Linked DNA regions of Anas platyrhynchos: region 1 is linked to region 2. A link is a contact called in public Hi-C data. All regions are on one chromosome and are shown on one strand. The core of a region is the stretch at or near the end of the contact, and the rest is flanking DNA. Distances in the headings are between cores, read along the strand shown.

Region 1 (4,735 bases), core at 901-3,400, 230 kb before region 2:
GCTCGCAGGGCAGCATGAAGGAGAAGCCCCATGGACGACCAGGCCTCTCCGGCCCCACAAACGCCCCTCGCCGTGGGGCTCCGGCCCTGTTGTTTCCGTTTCCCTCGCCACGATTTCTGTCAGCGGAAAGGGTCTTAAAACAACAAAAGAAACCCCTCAGACGGCTCTGCTTCTCTGCAGCTTTGTTAATGGCCCGCCGGCCTCCAGCCAGTACAATAAGATCCAGAGGAGGATGCAAAGGTCACGTTAGGGGAGCACGGCTCCCCCGACTTCAAAGGGAAATGCAAAACCACGGCTTTTGGCCCAGGATCGCCTGGAGCTTTCCTGGTTACACGGCGCTCATTTCCCAGGGCCCCTGCACCCCGCTTAGCATTGCAGCTCCGCTCTGCAGCTCGCTGGTACCACTCTTCTACTGCTCAATGAAAAAAAATAATAAAAAATTACATATATATATATATATATATACATTTTTAATTATTCTCTCTGCATTTACCGGCATATGCTGGACATCTGATGTGCAAGAACCTTTCTAGACCGCAAGCGAAGCATCCCGCCTGCTTCCTGACAAGAGCAAGCTCATTTCAAACAAAATACGCACTGGAGGCAAGGCATCCTGTGCCGAAAGGCTGAGGCACAGCGATCGCTTCCTCCCCGCAAAAGGCAGCGAAGATGAAAACCACTCTGACACTGAGCCGCCTGACAAGGACGCCGTTCGGTGCAGGCACACCGACAATCAGCCACATGTGCCTTCATGCTCGCTGCAGCTGCAAAGCCTGCTGCAGCCACACTCGGCAAATAAAGAGCAATCAAAACCAGGCCATTATCGGCCTGGATAACGGCCCCGTGTAGCTGATCGGACAGAAAAAGTCAATTTTCAATTATTTTGCATGTGGATTATATATCACGCTCCCCTCCAGTGCCTTTTCTTCCATGCAACTTTGAAGCACGTTGGATGTAAAGCCAAATTTCAGAAGCACCTAGATGTCTGAGAAGCCACCTCCATCCCGTCGACTTCACAGGATCTAAGTATAAGTCCTTTCTGCAAATTCCATCCCTTTTAAGTATACCTAAAAGCCAGTCCTAAATATAATATAATATAAATATAATGGTCCTAAAAATAAGCTTCACATCCAAGCAAGTCCCACGGTCTGTCTGTCAGTCCCAAACTGGTCCTGACAGTACCTCCACAAAAGGGCTTTGGCGATTTTTTTCCCTTCTCCGCCTGCAATTTTTGCCTGTATGCAGAGGATAATAATAACAGGGTTTTTATACAGTATAAAGGGGTTCTTCTGTTGGGATTAGCATTTAAGAAGCACAGTGCGATCTCGGCGTTACGTTTGATTAGGAGCCAAGCTCCAGCTCTGACACAGAGGATATGTAAGGAACCGGGGATGTGCAGAAATCACCATAAGAAAAGCCCGTCTGCAACACCCGGCCCCGCAGGACCGTCCCAGTGAAAACCTTCTAGCTACGATTTGGCATTTCCACACAAGATTTTCTCCTTCTCTCTATCTCCTTTTTTTTTTTTTTCATGTGATTAACAGCTTTATTAATTTAACAGCTCCTCACTTAAGAGGATTCCACCAGCTTACTGGTGGGATCCTGGCTGGGAAGCGCAGCCTGTGCTGGGTCCGGGAAGGCCGTGTAAGCTCCTGGTAATGTAACAACTTCACGCCGTACTTACTATAATCGAAGACACACAATAAAAGTATTCTTCCTAAACTCATCAAGCCATTAAACCGTCAGCTCCAGCCCAGATGCGTGATGTATGGTGCTCAGCTGGCGGGGAGTCGATCCGAATGGGAGCGCCCAGATTTACGGCCCCTGACCCCCTGGCTCCCCTCACCGGACCCCCCCCCTCGCCTTCCAGCCCTGAGAAGGGTCGTGGCCGACCCCTGCGAGGCACTCTTGAGTGCTACCAGCAATGGATGCATTGATAAAAAAGGATGCAGCTCGGGATGCAACCCACTTCGGCATGAATTGCGGCATCCACTCGGAGCCAGACGGCCAAAAAGGCGACCTGTGAATAGGGAAAGCAAAAAATTGAGGCCAGCCCCCGATGCAAGGCAGGGCTGGGTGTGCTGGTGTCCCACAGCCTGGCTGCAGAGCGATTGCTCAGCACGCAGGAGGCCGGTGTCATGCTCTGACTCACATCAGATGACTGCAGCGTCCCCAGCCAGAGATCACTATGCTCGCTCCGAAAGAGGTAATGCCAAAACTATGAGCAGCTCGTTTACAAGTTCGTGGGAACCGTGTGACTCTTTGTTGCTTGAAGAACAGTAAATCTAACTCAGATGGCAGCCTCCTTCCCCTGGTGAAAGCTGCCGACCTCTCCCGGAGCCAGCTCTGAGGGCATCGTGGCCCTTTGAGCGCTGCCTGGTCACCTGCCCTCACACAGTGCATGTTTCCAGTGAAGCAAGAAAGGTTTCATAAAACCTCATTCTTTTTTAAGGTATCAGCGGTGTTTTTAAACAGAAGACAACCGCTCTTCCTCCTCCATTCTCTTTTTCCTTCACAGCTGTACTGCCTTTTAGCACAACCCGTGAACCTGGAGCAAAGCGAGGCACAGGCCTGAGCACCACCCCTTACATCCCTCCCTCACTGCTCTCCCCCAAAAGTCTCATTCCCCACTGAAGTTTTGGGGATCTGGTCTGCCAGGCAGCACCTACCACATCCTCTATGCCCTGTATCTGGAGCCTCACAGCCCCACGGCCCTCCCTGTGCTCCAGGTTTACGTCCTCACCCCAAACCCTTAGCCCTCCAGCCACGCCAGCCGGCCAGACATCTGGGAGCAGTTCGCTGTGATCCTGCAGAAACTTTTTGTTTTCCCTGCTCCAAAACATTTCCATGGGAACACTTTTGCAAGCGGCAGCTTCCAGCCTCGACGTGACAAACATTTGCTGTGGTGACCGCCACACTTGCAGCACCCGCTGACCCCTGCGCCTTCTGCAGGAAGCCCTGGAACAGGCCCTGGGACACGACAGCCCTGATGATTCCCCACCAAAACTTCACGGTTTCCTTCTGGGACCATGCTGGACCCCATGAGGCTTGCATGTCCGCTTCGGTAGCGTTGCTCACACACCGAAGGACACCTACGAGCCCTGCCACACAAGCATCCTGCAGCACTTCCAACAGCTTCCTCCAATCTGCTGTAACCACAATGGCTTCTTGCTCACCAGGAAGTGTGGATTTATAAAGAATCCCCCCCCGAAAGTCTCTCCAGGGTATAATTTTGCTTATTAATTAGCTCAGGAGCAGAAATAGCGCTGATGAAGTCCAGCTGTAACATCCCTCCCTGCTCCATCACGTAACGGGAAGCCCTGCCCCGGCTCGGGGCCGCGGCTGCTGCCGAAGGCAGATAAGACAGTATCGCAGCTCTTCTCACTAGGAACTGATGTACCGAGGCGTGCAAAGGGAGCCTCTTCCCATGTGGGATGGCAGAAATATGCTGCAGACTCTGAAGATGCTCAGTGAAGGTGCTCAGGGTCCAAATATTTCACCTGCCGGCGAGCCGAGGGCAGGCAGGAGATGCTCCTGCTCCCCCATACCCCCAGGGAGAGCCGTCCTTTCCCACCCCCTTCCCCATTAGAAAAGGCACAGAGCGGGAGCTGCCAGATGGGGAAACACAAGGGAAACACAGGGTGTGAGATAGGACTGTCAGACTAACAAATGGGAAAAAGAAAACATGCTTTTTTCCATGGTGGGGTGTGCTCCTGGCCAAATCGGCGTGGCGCAGGTCCATAACCTGTTTCAGTAAACAACAGACTTTGCTGCAGATGAGAAAATGTCCCCAATAATTAACTTCCAAGTTGCTCTGTGGGATTTTCTGACGATCCCTTGCTGCCATTTGGCATCTCTGCATGGGACTTTCTGGGCCTGACTCACATCTCATTATACACCGTTTCCTTACGCCGCTATAATTTAATCCACTCTAGCAAACTTACTCATGATTTACATCACCCCCAGCAAGAAGAGCGTCAAGCCCTCCTCCATCAGTTCCTCATTCTTAAGCAAAGCTTATTTTTTTAATTTGGCTAAACTGTGTTCAGCACAGTTTCCTCATTGCAAACTGACAGGAGGAAGGCTAGTACAAGGAATTTATTTATTTTTAAAAAATTTATTACAGGGAAATAAAAAGGCCGATTAACGATGTTTATGGGCTGGTCTCTGCAATGAGAACACTGACAGGGCAGGCACTGACCAGTACGGCCGTGCTGCTCCCAGTGCCAGCACCCCACGAGGGACAGAGGTCCCCACGAAGGAGATTTAACCCTGTTAACCCTGCCCGGTGTTGCAGCAACCAGGCTTGAGCTTAGCCCCGCAGTCTGGGCACAAGCTCCCCGATTTTCTCCCTCCCTGGGCTGTTTATGCGTTTTCTGCCTCGTGTCTCCAGAAAGGGTAACCAGCTTCAAGTGCACTTCCACGGGCAGCATGAATAGGAATAACGCCTTAAGCAGCTGCTAGTCATTCACTTCTTAGAGGATTATGAGACTCGCTTCAGTGAGCTCCGCTTTAACTTCCCCCATATAACACAGCTGTGCGCTAGCCCGCCCCATGTATGGGCACTGACACTTCTGGGTTCGTGTTTAGATCTCACACCAGGTTGTATAAACAGCGCGAGGCAGGCTGCTTTGTGATTTCTTTCATGCACACAAGCCCTGGCTTTTTTTTTTTTTTCCTTAAAAAAAAAAGGCCCTCTATTATTTGGTCCTTATTTGCCTTTCAAATAAGCACG
Region 2 (4,683 bases), core at 1,708-4,207:
GAAGATCATCCAATACCTCCCATTTTTGTCCCAGTTCCAAACAGAGTGGGAATCTCAACTTCCAAAATGCTGCAGAAAAAAGGATAACTTTGCAGTAAATGAGAACCCAGAGGTACTGACCAGCAGTTTAACCTAGCTAGGTAAGGAAGGTCCAAACTCAACAGATACAGCAGAAATTTTTAAAAGCAGTACAGAATTATAGCTTAATGAGACCGTGGTCAGGGCAAAATACTTGGAATCAGCACAATTCATAGAAAAGCCTAAATATTTCATGACCAGTTGCAAACTAAGGACCCCATGCTTTGTTTCAGTGGAAGACTCCAAGCTGTTATGCACCATATTGAAGCAGTTCATTAGTATTAACCGAGTGGGGAAATAAAAGAGGGAAATAAAGAAGCACACTCAGAGTTACGATGTTACTTCCTATGGTTTCACACTGCTCAGTGGAGATCTCTAGGTAATAACAGTGCTTCTCCCTGCCTAGCTTCTAGATAATGCGACCACACAGCCTAATGATCAACGGACACGGTCAAGTAATAATCTGATCACTAACAATTGGTGATAGCTCCAAAAACATGTACAAAGAGAACTTCCGGATAAATAAAATGAAAGGGTAGAGCTTCAATATTCGGCAAAGTGTTAAGGATATTATTAAAGTAGTCATTGCTTATCTAAGGCACCTAAAGAAAAAATAGTTGATAAACATGCTTTGTCAAGAACTTGTCAAGGGTATTGCGGTGGGGTCTTTTTTTCCTCCCAAAACAAGTGAAAGTGCACAAAAGAAACAGCATGAATATAAAAGGGGTGTTTTCATTACCCATTTCTCTAAGCCCACTGGATTATTCTGTTTGGTGGCATGCCTTGCCTCTTCACCACTGATTATTTAGCAATTTACTCACTCACCCTTGGTCTTCTGAATCACACTTAAGTTGGATGTCTGAGTCACCTAAGATAGACAGCGTAAGCACCCACAGGCTAAATCACCAGCTTCTAAGCTTTTCGGTTCTGTCAATGGATCACAATCAGCGTTCAGTTCTTGCAGACACACCGTGCAGCCTTATCGGCAAGCTAGGAAATATCACAAGGCTTTACAATATGGTTCAAGAATTCCTGAAATAGGTTTTGCTAAGACATTTGATACAGCTGTCTGTATCTTACCTAATTCAGATTTTTAGCTCCCCTCTGAGTAAGAAACAGAAATTGATTTTGAAACTGGCTGCCAAGGTGAGAGGTTCTTTCAGCAAGTTTTACATGATACTGATGTGAATCAGTGTTTCCTTAGGGGATAGAGCGGATCCAATTTACAAGGAATGGGTAACAAAGGTCTTTTTAAGAAGAAAGGTAAAAGATGGTATGATCTCTAGTTAGCAGAAGTTGACTACAACAAATAGAACGAGACTAAATTAAAAATGGGGGAAAAATGTGTTAGAGGGAAGAAATAATCCAATTATTTTTGCATGTAATTATGAAACGTTAATTCCCCAACATCTGACAGCTCTTGAGAACTAAGTACTGAGGAGTAAGTACAAGTAAACACTACTTCAGATGAAGAGCAATATACTTGCTCCTGTCACCTAAATACTTATACTCTAAAGGTACAGAACAACTTCTTTAAAGCTAAGATGGGGAATTTCGAATCTGAAGCTCAAGGACCAGAATTCAAACGTTACTTGCATTCTGTTATACATCAGGTAGGAGTAAAAACTACAGCAAATGGGGCTACCATGGCTTTTAGTGAATTCTTACAGAGTAGCAGAATAAAGAAAAAGAGGCAGCTAGAGTGCAATTCAATTCTGAGTATGCTGTAGAGGAATCATTTATTGAAACCATAAGAAATCGTCCCAGGTAGTTACAAGCAGAGTGAACATTCCCTAGCAAAGTAACCAGATCCAAGAAATATCAAGTAAGACAGGAAACAGTGTAAAACATTCATCAACTACTCGCACAGCAGTTCTCACATCTGATAATGGGTGAGGAGTATGGAAATCCTTCATTCCAAATTTAGCAGATAAAGAAGCGGTAACATTAATATGTCATTGGCAGGAAAGACCAAAAATGCCTCAGTAGCCCTTCGGCAAGTTCTCCTTCCTATTAAACATAACACAGTAATACAACTTCCTCCACACATGATTTCATGTAAAAAATAATGGAATTGGACGCTCCCTACTGCTTTGTGCACGAAGAGAAGATAGCTCCACTTCACGACTAATTGACTCAAGTGCTGCGTACACAAACAGGGGCTGGTTCCCTTGTGCACCAGCAGCAAGTTGGCTTAGCAATAAAGACTTTGTCATGGCAGCTAGTTAGAAAATTGTCTCCCACTTCAGCCTCTTTTTTTTTTTAAATCTCAAGAGAGACTTTCTGCTATACTACTCCACAGACCATTTTGCACGCAGAAAAAACAATTTCTCAGCAAATAATTAAGTATTTTAAAATCAGAGCTCTACTTGAACACTTCCTGGAAGTTGTAATTTAGGTGCCTCACCACCCCCATCTCAACTGCAGGGAGCTTTCCTGGTAGTACTAGGTCTTTAATGAGCCGCTACAATTTTGTCTTCTGGGAGTTCCCTACACATTGCATGAGCTATAATCTAAGTGAAAAGCCTGACCCAGGCGTCACTGTTGAGACATGAGAAAAGATTACTTCCATGCAAACCTTTCTTTTATCAATAACAGTTTAAAAAAAATAAATAAAAAAGGAAAAGATAAAAAAAAAAGCCCACTTTCCAACTACCGGGCCCATCCAACTTCTTTCAATTAAATACATATAAAGCTATATAAACACAGGGTTGCGTTAAAATACTTCCAATACTATTCTCCACAGTTAGACTTTTGCCACATATTATGCAAAAAGTAGCCTTATCCCAAAGCCGTCACTCTTTGATGTGTTCCACATGTTAAAAGTTTGAAAGCAGCCAAGTATGAAATAGGAAAAAACTCTTTAGTCCCTCAGATTTTCCAACACTAGCATCACAGCTCCATGAAGCATGTTGCAAATAAGACTGACCTTATAGTGGGAGAGCAGAATAAAAGCTCTCTGCAGTGTGAAGCAGCAATTTCGTTTTACTTTTTAAACTGCAGATGGAAGCAGTCGGGATTGATTTGACAGCCTGCCAGCCAACAGCGTTGCTAAGACTTCAGAGAGCAAGGAAAAGTGGCAGAAAGGACTGTGGGCAAGGCTGGCTTACCCCTTGCATCACAGAGAAGAGAAAAGCTTCGCAGAGATGGCTGGAGATGGAAGCTGCTTTACAAACCGCTATCAGGACACTGCTTGGGAGAAGAGGTCTATTGTGCTCAACAGAACTGCCACATGCAAAAAAAAAAAAGGAAGATAATTAATGTTTTATTTGAAATACCCTACATTTGGACACAATGAAGGTCTTTTTTTGTTTCTATTAAAAAACACTTTCTTTCCTTTTTCTGGGAATAAATTAGGTGCCTTCTGAGATACCTGAGAGCACTAAGGAATGCTCAAAACCTGCCACAGATTTGGAACCAACCAGAAAACCACAGTAAACAGAACTGAAATAATATTTTACAGGAGGTCAAAGTACTTCCAACAACACCTTGCCTTGACCCAAGACCTTCTTTACTTGGAACCAGTCCTATATCTGATCATAAAACCAATCCTCAACCAATAATAACCTGGAGGGTAGGTTGTAACCATTTTATACAGGAAAGTAAAACAATATACAATAAAAGAAGCCAAGAAAAGGTGCCAGTTTATGTCATCTTCTGCACTGAAACTATAGTAGGATTTGTGAGAAGATTCTGGAGGGCCAGGTGTCAGGTACCACAGACAGGGAAGCATCAGGGGTGAAATCCTACTGAGGTCACCTTGCAGAGGCTGTTATTTTGCTTCTTGCACTAGGCCTCACGTTAGGTACAATGCGCAACCAGCACAAAAGATATTTTGAGTTGATGTGATACTTATCAATCATGGAAGGATGAAGGATGGCAAAGTTGCAATCGTTTCTCAAGGGAGAGAAGAGCAATAGAGAAGTGGTTTCAAATGAAAAGTACTTCCACCTGGAGTACTGCATTCAGCCCTGGGGCCCCAGCACAAGAAGGACGTGGACCTGTTGGAATGAGTCTAGAGAAGGGCTACAAGGATGATCGACAGGCTGGAGCACTTCTCCTGTGAAGACAGGCTGAGGGAGTTGGGGTTGTTCAGCCTAGAGAAGGGAAGGCTCCAGGAAGACTTTACAGTGGCCTTCCAGTACCTAAAGGAGGGCCTACAGGAAAGCTGGGGAGGGACTCTGTGTCAGGGAGTGTAGGGATAGGATAAGGGGTAATGGCTTCAAACTAAGAGGAGGGAGATTTGGATTAGACATGACAAAGAAATTCTGTACTCTGAGGGTGGTGAGGCCGTGGCACAGGCTGCCCAGAGAAGCTGTGGATGCCCCATCCCTGGAGGTGTTCAAGGCCAGGCTGGATGGGGCTTTGGGCAGCCTGGTGTGGTGGGAGGTGTCCCTGCCCATGGCAGGGGGTTGGAACTGGGTGATCTTTATGGTCACCTACAACCCAAACCATTCTGTGATTCCACAATAAAAGAACCTGTTACCAGGAAGACTCAAGTAGTTCTTACACATCTCTTATTCACATATCAAAATACATTTATTTAAAAACACCAATACATTTATCCCTGTTGTATAGACACCAAAATGTTTATGGGGATCTTGA

Evidence for each region. A called contact is a pair of places that touch in the nucleus more often than the background predicts.
Region 1: a contact with region 2 is called in a Hi-C map of subcutaneous adipose tissue, with 2.6 times the contacts expected there. The contact joins two enhancer-like sites. A contact is called at or near these places in 2 of 8 Hi-C or Micro-C datasets (liver and subcutaneous adipose tissue).

Annotation. Positions count from the first base shown.
Region 1 is chr2:14,178,731-14,183,465 of IASCAAS_PekinDuck_T2T, reverse strand. All of the region lies in intron 1 of EXT1 (exostosin glycosyltransferase 1), which reads right to left. Among named protein-coding and RNA genes, the nearest start is that of EXT1, 89 kb to the right of the region's middle. Within about 2 kb of position 2,150, at least 5 of the 8 cell types and tissues checked have an H3K27ac peak or open chromatin away from gene starts, as enhancers often do. A contact at or near this core is called in subcutaneous adipose tissue, where this site is marked.
Region 2 is chr2:13,953,370-13,958,052 of IASCAAS_PekinDuck_T2T, reverse strand. All of the region lies in intron 3 of SAMD12 (sterile alpha motif domain containing 12), which reads right to left. Among named protein-coding and RNA genes, the nearest start is that of SAMD12, 52 kb to the right of the region's middle. Within about 2 kb of position 2,957, at least 1 of the 8 cell types and tissues checked has an H3K27ac peak or open chromatin away from gene starts, as enhancers often do. A contact at or near this core is called in subcutaneous adipose tissue, where this site is marked.